Linked DNA regions of Sus scrofa: region 2 is linked to region 1. Evidence: chromatin contacts called from public HiChIP or PLAC-seq data. All regions are on one chromosome and are shown on one strand. Each heading gives the region's core, a stretch centred on a gene start, on an enhancer-like site or on the middle of the called end of the contact. The rest is flanking DNA. Distances are from core to core; before and after follow the strand shown.

Region 1 (2,813 bases), core at 122-2,621:
CAACAGAAAAGAGACATTCCGTAAAAAATAAAGAAATCTGAATAAATTATGGACTTCACTAAATAGTATAACAATTTTGGTTTATTCGTCATGACGTGTGTACCATACTAACACAAGATGTCAATAATAGCAGAGGAGTCCCTTTGTGGCTCAGCAGAAATGAATCTCACTAGCATCCATGAGAAGAAAGTTCACTCCCCAGCCTTGCTCAGTGGGTTAAGGATCCAGCATTGCCGTGAGCTGCAGAGTAAGTCACAGACGCAGCGTGGATCCTGCGTTGCTGTGGCTGTGGTAAAGGCCAGTGGCTACAGCACTGATTCGACCCCTAGCCTGGGAACCTCCACATGCGGCTGGTGCAGCCCTAAAAAGACAAAAATAGTCATAATAATTGTAGAAATTGGGTCTTGGGTACATAGGGATCCTACTTCTACACAGTAATTCTGGGAATCTAAAATTGTTCTAAAAAAAAAATAAAACAGTTCTAAAGTTAAAACTTTACTATTAAAAAAAAGACTCATGAACGAATGGCTCTGTTTTTTCCTCACCCACCTCCAAAACACAGAGCACCAGACTTGACTAGAGGACAGCGCGACCGGCTGAGAACATAGACTCCAGCCTCAGACACGTGCGGTCTGTGACCCGGCTCTGCCATTCCCTGCTGAGTGTCCTGGCGGTGGCTGAACCCATCTCAGCTGCAGTTTCCTTCTTATAAATGGGAAGGGGTGATGACAATAGCATCCATTTTGTGGAACTGCTGCCAAGACTAGTATGTAAAGCTGTTTTTTTGTTTTTTTGTTTTTTGTTTTGTTTTTTGTTTTTTTTCTTTTTTTGCTTTTTAGGGCCGTGCTTGTAGCATACAGAGGTTCCCAGGCTAGGGGTCCAATTGGAGCTACAGCTGCCAGCCACTGCCACAGCCACAGCAACAAGGGATCTGAGCCGCATCTAAGACCCTACACCACAGCTCACGGCAATGCCTGATCCTTAACCCACGGAGCGAGGCCAGGGATCAAACCTGCAACCTCGTGGTTCCTAGTTGGATTCATTTCCGTTGCGCCACAACAGGAACTCCTAGTATGTAAAGCTCTTAAGCGGCACCTAAGTCAGAAAACATTCGCTGTGCTGTTACTACAGTGTGTGACCAAGATCTAAGGCCATCTGGAGGAGGGCTGGGTGGCCAGAGGCCCCACCACGAGGGTGGACACGTGCTCTTAAAGAGGTGGGGGTCTGGGGAAGGGGAGGAAGCTGGTCTGGGAGACTGCCTGTAAGCGACCACACTCGGGGCCTCCTTGGAATGCGGGCAAGTACAGGGTGACCCTGATCTACTACAAAGGCTACAAAGGCATCCTGCTCCCTGCTCGTGACCCAGGGCACAATGGCCGGAAGAGCCATTCAGGGCCCCGGCCCAGCAAAACAAACTGTGTCTGCGCCTCCCCTCGCCACACCACCCACCAGAGAAACTACAGGGAACCTAGGCCTCCAGCGCCCCCACCAGCCAGGCTGCAGCAAGGCCACCTCAGCGTGGCTGGGCCAGCAAGGCCCGAGCTCACCCCTCGGCACTTAGGGAGCATGTCCAGGCATAAGTGGCCCTGAGAGATGCTTGCTGTCCGACAGGGGCACAGGGAGCTGTGCTGGGCCAGCTGGGCTATGAGTCCTGCCACTGCTGCCTGGCCTGGTGCAAGCCTCCAAACCCTTAGTATCTCAGCTTCCTCCCCTGGCCCGGGGAGAATGGCACCTGTCTGCGATATCTTACACCCCAGGAAACCAAAGGAGCTCTCAAGGAAAGGATCCCCTTTCTTTTTTGTTTGTTTGTTTGTGTGTGTGTGTGTGTGGGTTTTTTTTGGCTGCCCACCATATGCAAAATTTCCTTGGCCAGGGATAATGCCAGATCCTTAACCCACTGAGCCACCAGGGAACTCCTCAAGCCCCATAGCTTCCTCACTCCTCCCCAGGCAGCCCTGCAGCTCTGCATCTCCACGCAGGCAGCATGGGTGCTGGCAGGCCCTGTGTGCTCTTTACATAGATTCTGCTGATTCCTACAGGAGAGGGTTGGCCCATTTGAATGATATAGAATCTGAGGCCCCAAGGGCTGAAGTGACCCCAAGTCACCCAACAGGCAGTGACAGAGCTGGTCCCGGGACCAGTGTCTCTTCCTTGTCTCAGAGGAAGGAGGCTTCACTGCTGGTCGTGGCTGTGGTGTAGGCCAGCAGCTGCAGCTCTGATTCAACCCCTAGCCTGGGAACCACCATATGCCACGGGGGCAGCCCTAAAAAGTAAAAAAAAAGGTGACTAGATATAGTTCCTGTACTATAAGCAGTGCTTATCCATTCCAAAGGCAATAGTTTGCATCTATTAATCCCAACTTCCCAATTCATCCCACTCCCTCCCCCTCCCCCTTGGCAATCACAAGTCTTCTCTCCAAGTCCATGATTTTCTTTTCTGTGGAAAGGTTCATTTGTGCTGTATATTAGATTCCAGCTATAAGTGATATCATATGATATTTGTCTTTCTCTTTCTGACTTCACATAGTATGAGAGTCTCTAGCTCCATTCATGTTGCTGCAAATGGCTTTCTTTTGTTCTTTTTTATGGCTGAGTAGTATTCCATTGTGTATATATACCACATCTTCTTAATCCATTCATCTGTCAATAGTCATGTAGGTTGTTTCCGCATCTTGGCTATTGTGATTAATGCTGCAATGAACATATGGGTGACACACCATTTCTAAAATAACTAGAATATAAGACAACATTTGATGATGACCATTGCTTCATGTAGGATCCTCTTAGCCCCAAGTGTTCAGAAAAGAGGGGAAG
Region 2 (2,813 bases), core at 91-2,590, 86 kb before region 1:
TTTTGCTTTTTAGGACCGCACCTGCGGCATATGGAGGTTCCCAGGCTAGGGGTCCAATCAGAGCTGCAGCTGCCAGCCGACACCACAGCCACAGTGACCCTTGATCCGAGCTGTGTCTGTAACTCACACCACAGCTCACGGCAACACTGGATCCTTAACCCACTGAGCAAGGCCAGGGATCGAACCTGCATCCTTATGGGTACTAGTCTTATGGGTACTAGTCAGGTTTGTTACCACCAAGCCACAACGGGAACTACTGTTATTATTACTTTTAAAACGAGTTCATAGACGCCTCTGATTTAATTTCTAATCTGGTAAATATCAATAGATAGAACCTTTATAAAAGATCTCAGGGTCCTCACTAATTTGTAAGAGCGCAAAGGCATCCGAAAGTGAGAAGCACTGGCCCCATGGGAGTGACCCTGCCATCCAGAGGGTGTGCCGTCTTGGTCACATCTCCCAGGCCCCTGAGCCTTGGTTGCATCGTTTACCAAATGGCAGTGACAATACCTTGTAGGGAAATTTCCAGAGGGAAAAAAAAAAATGTATGTGGAAGCCAAGTGAAATTGTCCAGATCCCTATCCTAGTGTCACTCTGGGGCCACAGAGAGCAGGGAAAGTGGCCCCCAGGCTGCAGAGAACCAGGGACCAGGAGGGGGATTGGGCGGTGCCCAGGCCAACCCTTCACAGAAAGTGGCCACTTCACAGGAAGTGACTCCCCAGCCCGGCAGGAAGCCACCCAGTCTGGGGGCCCTCCGGTACCAGAGCCCGGAAATGGGAACTCTCCAGTGAACAAGGGGCGTTCAGACAGCAAACACCAGCCTCTTGCACACAAGAGAGGCCCATTCCTTGCTCTGGGGTTCGGGGCTCAGGGAGAAAGGAGTTCTCCTCCCACGCAGGCACCGTCCCACCGGAGCAGAATGGGGATTTTGTAGATCAGGCTGCGGGGAGGAGGCCGAGCTCCCGAGGGCACCTACCTTCACCAGCAGCCTCCCGCGGCCATCCCAGTCTATCTGCAGGTCCTCCCCATAGCTGAGGTGCACGGAGGCCATCACGGTGTGCTGGATGCGGAGGTCACCTGGAACCCAGCAAGTGATTTAAGCTAAGATGTGAGAGGGCGGGGTGACCCGCAGGAGATCATAGGGAAGGATGAGGTATCTCGCAAAGAACAGTAGCGATGAAAGCAGTGAATAGGGAGCAGCTGGGGGTGTCATGAGGCTTAAGTGGAGGGGTGGGGGGGTCTCAGAGGAAAGGTGATTAGGGTGGGTGTAGTACAAACCGGGCTCCCCAGGAAGGTGCCTCTGTATCCTGACAGTAGCCTGCCATTCCCACTACTGCCACCAGAGGGCGGCAGAGGCCCGCATCCTTAGCTTGGGCAGGTGCCCTGAGCCTGGGTCTTTCTTCCATGGAACCCCTAACCCCTGGGCATTCCTCTGCTGTTGCACATGCTACCAGGTTGAGTTACTCAGTCCTCACAGCCGAGTGGTGCTGTGTGCAAAACTGAAACAGGACTTTTCTCTGGCGACGAGGCAAGAGGCAATACCACTTGCCTTAGGGAAGAGATGGTCTCCTGGGAAGACACACACAGCGTTAAACACACACAGACGCGCTGTGTGCCCATTGGCTCAGGTTCGTTCACTATGTGTAAATCTGGGATAATGGCCCCTGGGGCGGCCAGTGGTCATGAAGAAGAAAAAGAAGAGGGGAGGGGTCTGGAAGCCACTTTGAAGGTGAAGATTGGAATGTACATATCGTGTAAATGGTGCATTGCAGTCTGGCAAAGTCACTGAACAGGTAGGTTTTCCCACAGGTCATGGGGTCACCAGGCTTTGCCTCATGATGTCTTGGGGTCTGACCCATCACCAGCCACCCTGCCCTCCCCCGGCTTCCTCTGCTCATCTTCCTCCTCCAGGAAGCCTTCCTTTCTTGCAGGATGCAGGCCAGGACACCCAGCCTGCCCAACAAAGACATCTCTCCCTCCCATTTCTGCAGAAGAGGTGGCAGCAGAGCATGGCTGGGGTGGAAGGGGACTGTGTGGGGGGGGAAGCCCACCTTGCAGGAAGGGGATCTGGACATCCCAGCCATCCATGGCCACTCCTCCCCCGTGTTTCAGCTTCACGAGGCTGTTGTGCGGGCTGGGCAAGCGGACGGTGACCGAGCGGGTGCAGACCGCATCGGGGTCGTCAGCACACTGCCAAGAGGGAACCACAGAGTGACGTCACCACGCCCCTGCCAAGCTCCCCGTGCTCCCACACCCGTTCCCATCCTGTGCTGGTCCTTTATCAGCATCCTAGGCTTGCTTGATCCCTTGATCCTCGGGCCTGTTGTTCCAAAGGGAATCAGGGACCTGGGTCCTCACGCGCCCCATCTGTCCTTCCCTCTGCTCTGTTGTCCAGAGGAAAGATGGGCCCAGGGGCTCACAGCAGCCCAGTCAAAGGGACTGGCCCCTTCCCCAGCCGCCTCCGCAGTCACCCTGGGGCTTCCTGGCAGGGCTCACCTGGACCGTCTCTATGATGACGGAGAAGGTGTGGTCCTGGCAGTCACGAGCCAGCAGGTACTGGCAGACCCCGCTGAAGGTGAAGTGTCTGTTGTCGAAGCTCTTGAAGTGGGATTGTCCTGTGACGAGACACTCCCCTGGGGGGACAGAAGGGAGGGGATGTCCCAGTGGGTCCCCTGGTGGGGGGGATAGAGGGGAGGGGAGAATGCGTGTCCCGCAGGGCGCCCCCTGGGGGTGTTCCTCATACCATCTGGAAAGGGGTTCCCCTGGAGGACCCTATTCAGACCCCACTCCTTGAACTCTGAGAGGTCAGAGTC

What was found. HiChIP or PLAC-seq counts read pairs in DNA pulled down with a chosen protein or histone mark.
Region 2: a contact with region 1 is called in an H3K27ac HiChIP or PLAC-seq map of skeletal muscle, with 7 times the contacts expected there. The contact joins two enhancer-like sites. A contact is called at or near these places in 15 of 47 Hi-C or Micro-C datasets (alveolar macrophages, embryonic fibroblasts, fetal heart ventricle and 9 more) and 1 of 2 datasets of contacts at active chromatin or transcription factors (skeletal muscle).

The regions. Positions count from the first base shown.
Region 1 is chr5:64,479,634-64,482,446 of Sscrofa11.1, reverse strand. All of the region lies in intron 2 of LOC106508508 (a long non-coding RNA gene), which reads right to left. Among named protein-coding and RNA genes, the nearest start is that of CD9, 21 kb to the right of the region's middle. Within about 2 kb of position 1,371, at least 16 of the 83 cell types and tissues checked have an H3K27ac peak or open chromatin away from gene starts, as enhancers often do.
Region 2 is chr5:64,566,013-64,568,825 of Sscrofa11.1, reverse strand. It overlaps VWF (von Willebrand factor), which reads right to left. Exons shown (of 52, transcript NM_001246221.1): 11 at 2,497-2,633; 12 at 2,052-2,190; 13 at 977-1,077. Among named protein-coding and RNA genes, the nearest start is that of VWF, 50 kb to the right of the region's middle. Within about 2 kb of position 1,340, at least 18 of the 83 cell types and tissues checked have an H3K27ac peak or open chromatin away from gene starts, as enhancers often do.